Regions from separate parts of the Sus scrofa genome. Here all the other regions are linked to region 2. A link is a contact called in public Hi-C data. All regions are on one chromosome and are shown on one strand. The core of a region is the stretch at or near the end of the contact, and the rest is flanking DNA. Distances in the headings are between cores, read along the strand shown. Region 1 overlaps LOC110255481 (a long non-coding RNA gene). Region 2 overlaps LOC110255481 (a long non-coding RNA gene). Region 3 overlaps LOC110255481 (a long non-coding RNA gene).

Region 1 (2,925 bases), core at 231-2,730, 96 kb after region 2:
TGTTCACCAAATGCCGCGTCAATGTGCATTCTCCAGGTAGAATGAGGGAACACTAAGAACAGACGCTCTAAGTCTGGCTCCTTTACAATTTCTCTGATTTAAGGCTTAGGGCCATGGGCTAGTGGGCCAAGCAGATGCTGACTTAGCTGTAGTAAGTGAGAGACACAATGCTCACCAAGTGGTTACACTGGTCTTGGGCATATTGCATAACTCCCTCAGCTTCAATTTTCTCATAGAACATCCATGGATGACATCTATTCACGAGGCTGTTTTGAGAATTCCATTAAGTCTTCCACAATGGCTGGCACGAGAGCTACTCAGTCAATGTTCATAAAATTTAATTCTTGGTAGAACGCCTTTCTCGAATAAAACTCTACTCAATAAGCCCCACTAAAGTGAACATAAGTACCAGAAGGGCTTTGTTGAAAGACTTTTATAAAGAAGGCAAAGGTGTGGAGGATGCTTAAGGCTAAACCTCCCTCCAGATTAATGCTTGTGATTTCTGATAAATTTTTAAGCACAATACCTACTAATAACAGCCACACATCATCTCTATAATCCTGTTTAAAAACATCTTTGATGATTATGAAGTGTTCAGATTTAAGTGTGTCCCCATTTAAGATGACAGTGAATTAAATAAACAGCAGAGCTCTGAAGGAAAGAATTAGTAACAAGTATAGGTCCAAAACTAACACTTTTTAGAAAGAAATTCAGAGCCTGAGGGGAGAGAGTGAAACCAAGGGCTTAGAACCCAGCCAGCTGTCCAGGGATCCAAAGACCACAAAGGAGAGAGTGATTAAGGGTATTAACAAATGCAGAGCAACAGGGAATATTCCAGACAGAAAAAGTACACCTTTCCTTCTGAATAGAAGAGAGGGACAGCTGGAACGGAGCCTGGTCACAAAAATCTAGCATAACTGAGAGAATACTAAAAACCTTCCTTTAGGATAAAAGGAAAGTATGTTCTTAAACACTCAGAGCTTGTATCAGTTATTCCTTGCAAAATACACTCTGAGTTCTCTAGTGAGGAGTGTGTGTTTCTTTGTGTTATAACAAGACAAAGAAGCTTATTAATACACCTATGACTTTTTTCACAGATAATTATGTACACATGGCAAAGTCAAGTGCTTTTTGCTCTCTGTCTTTACTTCCAGTTATCCTTACCTGAAGAAAACTTCTATTTGGGCACCAAGATATCCCAAAATGCAAAACAAAGGCTTTTAAACTTTAGATGGACATCAGAATCAGCTTGTAACTTTTCCAAAAAACACATACTTGATTCCCAATTCAAACCATATGAATCAGAAACTGCAAGGATGGGTGGGGTCTAGGAATGTGTCTAATATAATATGTTACATACCCAAAGATATGGATATGCACCTACAATTATAACTACCAGCCATCACCATTCAACTGATGGCAGCTCCCCAAATTGTATGCGTCATTCCCCAGGGAAGGATTAATCCACCAACGCAAACTTTCTGTCAAGATAAAGCTGAGGGCTTTCCACTGTTTCACTGAGTAACCTCTGACGAACTAGCTGGGACAATTCTAACCCATTTCAGTTTCAATTAAATAGTCTAAGTGCATCCTGAACCTTTCCAAAAATAAATATGATTTTCTCAATAATGATTTATTATAAATTAACCAAAGCTAGATTCTCGTCTTAAGGTCACTAGTGGTTTTTGTGTGTGTGTGTGTGTGTGTGTGTGTGTGTGTGTGTGTTTGCCAAAGGTCTACAGCATCTGTACTTTCTGGGAAGCCCAACCATAGCACATGACAAAAATTGACCTCTTGCTTACAGGCCATTTCTCCTACTGTTAGGATTAGTTAATCAGTAACTAGCAATTGACCATCTTTTATAACAGGGCACTCTCCAGGTATCTTGAAAGGTGCTATACCTTCAACCTAGTCTGTGGTTGGGTTTTTTTTTTCTTTTTTTCTTTGATGGGGTCAGATCAGGTTGACCCTTTTATTTTGCCACACCTGTGGCATACAAAAGTTCCCCGGCCAGGGATCAAACCCATTCCAGAGCTGTAACCAGAGCCAGAGCAGTGACAACACTGGATCCTTAACCCACTGAGCCACAAGTGAACTCCAAGTCTATGTTTTTAAAAAAATTTAGAATGCAATTTGGGGAGTCAGCCCAAGAGAAAATAAGCAAGAGGAACAAAATACAACACTTTAGGGAGTTCCCGTCGAGGCGCAGTGGTTAACGAATCCGACTAGGAACCATGAGGTTGCAAGTTCGATCCCTGGCCTCGCTCAGTGGGTTAAGGATCCAGCGTTGCCATGAGCTGTGGTGCAGGTTGCAGACGCAGCTCGGATCCCGCGTTGCTGTGGCTCTGGCCTAGGCCGGTGGCTACAGCTCCGATTCGACCCCTAGCCTGGGAACCTCCATATGCTGAGAGAGCTGCCCAAGAAATGCCAAAAAGACCACAAAAAAAAAAAAAGAAAGAAAGAAAAAAAAAATACAACACTGTGATGTCAAACAATGGGAAAATAGTTTATTTTTAAAGGTGCTACCATGTAAAGGAGGGAAGCCACTGGCTGGACTTGTTGGAGAAGAATGTGTACAAGTGGCCTGAGCTGGATCCAGCAACAACCTAAGTGAAGAAAAGCTGGGGAGAGCATTGAAACTCAATTTGCAGTTCAAGAAATATTCCCGGAGGAGGTCTGTCTAACTGATCAGTGCTGGGGTTCTCTGAAGAGTAGAAGACAATGATGACGGGCACCGGGCCTGCCTCTGAAAGGCTCACACCAACCCACACCCAAGGGCAGGTCTCGATCAATTACACAAAGAACTGTTGGGAGGAAGTGACAGGCTTCTTGGAGGCAGGGGCTTTTTACACAGACCTTACATAATATAAAGAAATTCAACAGGAAGAACTGTGAGAAAAAAAATGGTTTTCCGAAGAAAGGAAG
Region 2 (2,872 bases), core at 103-2,602:
CAGGGAAACTAAGTGCCCCCCAAGCCCCCATCTTTTGGCAAATAACAAGATGACTACCTCTCCATTTCCAACTACAGTGCAGTTCCCGAATTTGACTGTGCATTGGACTCCCCTGGGGAGTTTTAGAAACTAGTGATACTTTGGCCCCAGCCGCAGAAAATCTGATGGAATTATGCTGAGGTTCACCCTCAGAGCAGCAGGACTTTTTAAGAGCTCCGAAGTTGATGGTAAGAACTAGATAAGTTGAGAGTCACCGATGAAGAGGAACTAAGAAATTGTCTAGGTGATATTTTTCAAACTGTAATGCATGAAGTCACCTGAGGATCTTATTAAAATGCAGGGTTTGATTTAGGTATGGACTAGGGCCTAAAACTCTGCATTTCTAACAAGCTCCCAAGTGATGCGGATGCTGTCTGGGAACCAGGCTTTGATCACAAGGCTCTGGAGCAGGGATTACAGAGATTCTGAAGCAACCTCTGCCATCAGCTGGGTACTTTAGAATGCAAATCCTCAGGCCCAACCCCAGACATACTAAATCAGAAACTGGTGGAGTGGGTAGGAGGGGGGACAGCAATTTGCAGTTTAACAAGATTTCCAGGTGATTTTCTTGTGACCAAAGTTTGAAACCAATGATCAGAGACTTCCAAGTATGGTTATTAGATCAGCAGTGTCGGCATCACCAAGGATTTTGTATGGTTAATATAGGATTTCAGGCCCCATCACAGATTTACTGAATCAGACTCTGTATTTTAAAAATATCCCAGGTGACTGTTATGCATTTTGAAGTGTCAGAAGCACTAGAGCCTCACTACAGTTCTTCCTCAAGTGCCTTACCTAGAATAATTGATAATGAAAGACTCATGTGGAACAAAAAATTTAAAGTATTGATTATAATTGTGATAATACATGGCAGATTTGTTTGTAATTACTAAAAAAAAAAAAATATTGTTTATAGTGACAAGTTTTAAAATATGGCAGAGCCTAATCAAGCAAAAGGACATCACACATGATCTCACCACGGGGTGAAAACTATTGATAACTCTTTATTCTTCCATCCAAACAGCAGTGTTTCTAAAGAGAAAATAAAAATAAATTATTGAAAGGGATCAATTTATCTGCTCACACAGAGATGTGGCAATGATTTAACTGAAACTTACACCCATCAGATCTGCCCATTGTGGCAAAAATATGAGTCTTTTGTTTAGGATAATGTTGGTTTCTGAAGGAGGTAACCTTGCATCCTGTTCCAATGGTCATCTCGGGAATATTCAGAATGTTGAAACCAAGCTATCCTATGCTGCTTCTCAGTTAGAAGGTCAGAGCTCAACAGAAAAAAATACCAACCAGTAATGAAAAACAGGGCGGCCTCTTTTAAGTTACCAGCAGTGAATAAATTCCCAGCAAGTTGAAACACTGATGTGGACTGGTGACCTTTAAATATATAATGAGTAAATAGTTTGGGGGAAAAAGAGTAATTCACATGGATCTCAAATGAACTTTCTTTCAATCTGTAATAGATCAGCTTGTTTTCTGTCAGAGGTCAGACTGTTAAAATTTTAACAATTTTGGCTGCCTAGAACTGCTACAGCCAGAGCTGTCAGATCAGAAGCCTAGCAAAAGAAAGAAACTAGAACTTTTTTGTAGGATCCAAGGTTCCCAGCTCCTTGATGCTAAACCAGACCAGTGAAAGCTAAGAAATGAAACATGTTTTTTTTTGTTTGTTTGTTTGTTTTTAATGGTCCTTTTCCAAGACTGTTTTCAACAGGCACTGTATTCAGCAGGCCCTGCCCACTACCTTAAGAGACTCCTCGATTTAACAAGAACTTTCCTTTACTTGAGAGAATATGTTTGCTTCAAACTCCAAAGTAAGAATTAAACTATACCAGCTGTCTACCAACATTGAGAGAAGCAGCTGGAACAGCTGAGAAGCAGCTCATGTTGGAAAAACTGGACACAGTGGTGGAATATAAATGAAATGAAAGATGGAGAATTTGAGGTGGGAGTGAGGGTTAGGATTGAGCGCTACAGTAGGAAGATTATGCTACCGGCAGTGCCTCGCAAAGAAACAAGGCTGATTGTTCTAGTCTCTTCAGGGAAATGTGGAAACTGGGTCTTTTTTAGTGAAATGGTGACGTGCGTGTACATATTGGCATATGTATTTTGTTATAAAGCACTTTTCTTATACTTCTTCATATTCCTTTATATTATGGTAATATGTATTATTTTAAATTACATGTATAAGTAGATTTGTATATTCCACAGCAAATTTCATTTCCGACAAATAAGAGGAGATTACAAAGGACTGTTAGACAAAGAGGTCATTGTGTCTGACAGAACCTGTGAAATTATTAATTACCCTATCACCAATATAAAGATAATTACATGTGTGACTACTTATTATTATTACCTCAATACCAAAAAAAAAAAAATGATAAATAGTTTTGCCTCCCGTTTGGAAGATATGCTTGGGATACTCTAATTGAAAACCCGTCCATGTAATACATAAAATACTGACTGCTGGAAACCAAAGCCAAAGCAACAGAGGCTAGAGGACAAACAAGAAAGAACTGATATTAATGCAAAATGCTATGAGCCAAAGAAAACATTATTACAGTACAAACCTCAGGTTGAAAGACCCAGGGATAGGTTTTGAGGTACAGCTGAGCTCCATCTCATACAAAGAACTTTATCTAGAGAACTTTAAAGTTAATATCAAAGACATATTTATTTACTATGGTTAATGTGGAGGTTAGCTAGCATAAAATTAGTCTGGAAGGATATAGTTTTCAAGTGGAACAGAAACATTACCCTGGAGTTAGTTTCCAAATGGAGAAAAATTTAACAAGCCCCTTTTATAACTTCAGAAACTGGG
Region 3 (2,977 bases), core at 184-2,683, 110 kb before region 2:
TGCCATGCCCACAGGAGATATTAGAAGTTTTAAAGCACAGAAACACCTAGGAGCATTAGTCTTTTGCCCTCCAGGAAATGCAGTGAAGGATATAATGGAGTACAGCGAGTTAATAACAGAATTTTGATTTAAATTAAACAGGGAACAAGCTACACTTTACTAATATTTGATCCATTGTTTGACACCTGTGCCAGGACTCTTAGTGCCTTTCTGCAGTCACAGGTGATGAACTACCTGTGAGTGTATGAAGGCTGGGAGGGATCTCCATAACCCAGTAGCATCCTTCATCATTCATTTATTCTATTTACTACTTTATTTTGTTCATGTTTCCCAATTACTTTGACTCATTCTACTAAGTTTGGGGAACGAATAAATTTTTTTGAATCTTCTTGACTTTTTCTGAGTAATCTTTCTCAAAATAGATCTAAATCAGCAATTTTTAATGATTCTATGATTTCTCTGAAATTTCCATTATTTGAGGAACACAATATTTTATCATGCCCTCTGAAAGGGCAAACCTTTTTCACTTATAAGTATAATAAGTGCAATAACCCTTTTTAGCACTTCAAAATAACACCAAATGTTCTGTCTCTTCCATTACTGAAGATGTTAATCTGATGCCTTTTTATTTGATTTCCATGTAATCCAAGCAAACAGTACTCTTCAGTATCTGGCCCACCAAGACTGTGAGGTCTTTTGGTCTGCAAAAATCACTCTGTCTGCTTTATAAACTGCTTTAAACCACAGATTCATTTCTTCAGAGAAATTGAAAAAAAAAACTTTTTAAAACAATAGATGCATCTGAAAGAAAACTGAGAAGCTGACATGTTTAATATAAATCTTCTTACAAACCTTCAATTTTAATTAAAGTTTCTACCAAGTAAGCCCCTTATGACTCTAACTCTATCCTGTTTTTTATTAAAAGGTAAAGTCTGACAGAACTTCAGACATCAGATAAATCCTAAAAATCCCTTAGGCAGAGCCAAATGAAAGGAAAATTTCACAGAAAGTGATCCCAGCCTTCCTCCAAAATATCCATCTTTTCTTTCTTTTATATCCCCAAAGGTGTACTTGATCCAAATCCCACACATAACTTAATTTTAATTTTGTGGTACAACTGCTCATAAAAATTTAGCCCACTAGAGGTCAAAGCCTCCTCCCTCTTTCCCAAAGAATGTTTGCATTGTTAACTTTTTGTTATTTGCAAAGGAATAGTTCCTTTCTCCATAAACCTTCTGCGTCTTTAGTGAATTAACCAGCTGTGTGGTTCTAATCACATTTCTCTTTACTGCCACAGCAAACAACCAGTGTTTAGAGATTAAGTCAAACTGATTTAAATAAAAAGAAACTTAGGATAGCTCTACAGCATGATTCCAAATGTGTATTTCCCTTTGGATCATTTATTAACCTCTTATCAGAAAATAGACCAAAGACCAAAGTACTTATTTCACTGAGAAGAAATGTGATGATTCAGTAAGTTGCTCCCTACAGAATCAATAGAAAGCAGATGTCTTATTTTTCCTCCCTGGCAATCACTGCTATATATAAGCCTTTTACATAAGATCATGTTTAGCATGTTTGTATCTAAATGTGGTTTTGTGTTACTGGCAATCACATATGAAAGATAGCTGTCCCACTCTTATTTGATTTTTAACACCAAGTTAAGTGAGATTCATTTCATTTATCACAACATAGAGCCAAAATAAATTTGTCCCAATCTATGCACAGCCATCAGGTTAGTCCAGACCTAGTTTCTTCAGCAAATGTGAAACTATACCCTTATGCTTCCCTAGACTATCTTACCCAGGTTAAGTAAATTACTTCCCAATCAAAGAAAACAGCAAGAATGATCTAAACAATAGGCTATTTCCATCATATGGTTAGCAAAGCACGCCCTACTTTTTTTCTAGATTAAGACCTTATCTTTGTTACTGTAAATGATCATGTCGGGGAACTGCCACATAAATTTTGTAAAATTTGGTTATGATATTATATTTCTTTTTTTCTCATTAAAAATTCATGCCCCAAACAAAAAGACAACAAACAGAATGGGAGAAAATCTTTGCAAATGAATCAACCGACAAGGGATTAATCTTCAAAATTTATGAACACCTCCTGCAGGTCAATACCAAACAATAAACAAAAAGCCCCATCAAAAAATGGGCACAAGACCTAAACAGGCAACTCTCCAAAGAAGACATACGGGTGGCCAAAAAACACATAAAAAAGATGTTCAACATCACTAATTATTAAAGAAATGCAAATCAAAACCAGTGTGAGGTACCACATCACATGGGCCAGAATGTGGGAATGTAAATTGGTGCAACAACCATGCAAAACACTATGGAGAGTCCTCAGAAAACTAAAAATAGAATTACCATTTGATCTAGCAGTTCCACTCCTGGGCGTCTATCCAGCAGGAACCAGGACTCAAAAAGATAGATGTACTCCAGTGTTCACTGAGCACTCTATACAACAGCCAAGACAAGGAAACAACCTAAATGCCCATCGACAGAGGAGTGGATCAAGAAGAAGTGGTACATATACACAATGGAATATTACTCAGTCATTAAAAGGAAAGAAATAATGGCATTTGCACCAACATGGATGGACCTAGAGATTACCATGTTAAGTGAAGTCAGTCAGACAGTGAGATACCAACGTCAAATGCTATCTATCACTTATATGTGGAATCTGAAAAAAGGACACAATGAACTTCTTTGCAGAACAGATATTGACTCAAAGACTTTGAAAAACTTATGGTTTCCAAATGAGACAGGTTGGGGGATGGGGGGATGCGCTGGTGATTTGGGATGGAAATGCTATAAAATTGGGTTGTGATGATCATTGTACAACTATAAATGTAATAAAGTTCATTAAAAATTCATGTCAATACAGGAAAATGAAACAATCACAGGTAAGCAAATACAATAAAGTAAAAATTAATCTGTAATGCCATTAGAAAATAATAATTATT

Evidence for each region. Hi-C and Micro-C count contacts between places; a contact is called where the count stands out from the background.
Region 1: a Hi-C map of liver shows a contact between it and region 2, with 2.1 times the contacts expected there. The contact joins two enhancer-like sites. A contact is called at or near these places in 1 of 5 promoter capture datasets (liver), 4 of 47 Hi-C or Micro-C datasets (liver and skeletal muscle) and 1 of 2 datasets of contacts at active chromatin or transcription factors (alveolar macrophages).
Region 3: a contact with region 2 is called in a Hi-C map of liver, with 2.5 times the contacts expected there. The contact joins two enhancer-like sites. A contact is called at or near these places in 6 of 47 Hi-C or Micro-C datasets (blood, liver and skeletal muscle) and 1 of 2 datasets of contacts at active chromatin or transcription factors (alveolar macrophages).

Annotation. Positions count from the first base shown.
Region 1 is chr9:86,796,876-86,799,800 of Sscrofa11.1, forward strand. All of the region lies in intron 1 of LOC110255481 (a long non-coding RNA gene), which reads right to left. Among named protein-coding and RNA genes, the nearest start is that of AHR, 290 kb to the left of the region's middle. Within about 2 kb of position 1,481, at least 12 of the 83 cell types and tissues checked have an H3K27ac peak or open chromatin away from gene starts, as enhancers often do. A contact at or near this core is called in liver, where this site is marked.
Region 2 is chr9:86,701,144-86,704,015 of Sscrofa11.1, forward strand. All of the region lies in intron 2 of LOC110255481 (a long non-coding RNA gene), which reads right to left. Among named protein-coding and RNA genes, the nearest start is that of AHR, 190 kb to the left of the region's middle. Within about 2 kb of position 1,353, at least 7 of the 83 cell types and tissues checked have an H3K27ac peak or open chromatin away from gene starts, as enhancers often do. A contact at or near this core is called in liver, where this site is marked.
Region 3 is chr9:86,587,793-86,590,769 of Sscrofa11.1, forward strand. All of the region lies in intron 4 of LOC110255481 (a long non-coding RNA gene), which reads right to left. Among named protein-coding and RNA genes, the nearest start is that of AHR, 77 kb to the left of the region's middle. Within about 2 kb of position 1,434, at least 3 of the 83 cell types and tissues checked have an H3K27ac peak or open chromatin away from gene starts, as enhancers often do. A contact at or near this core is called in liver, where this site is marked.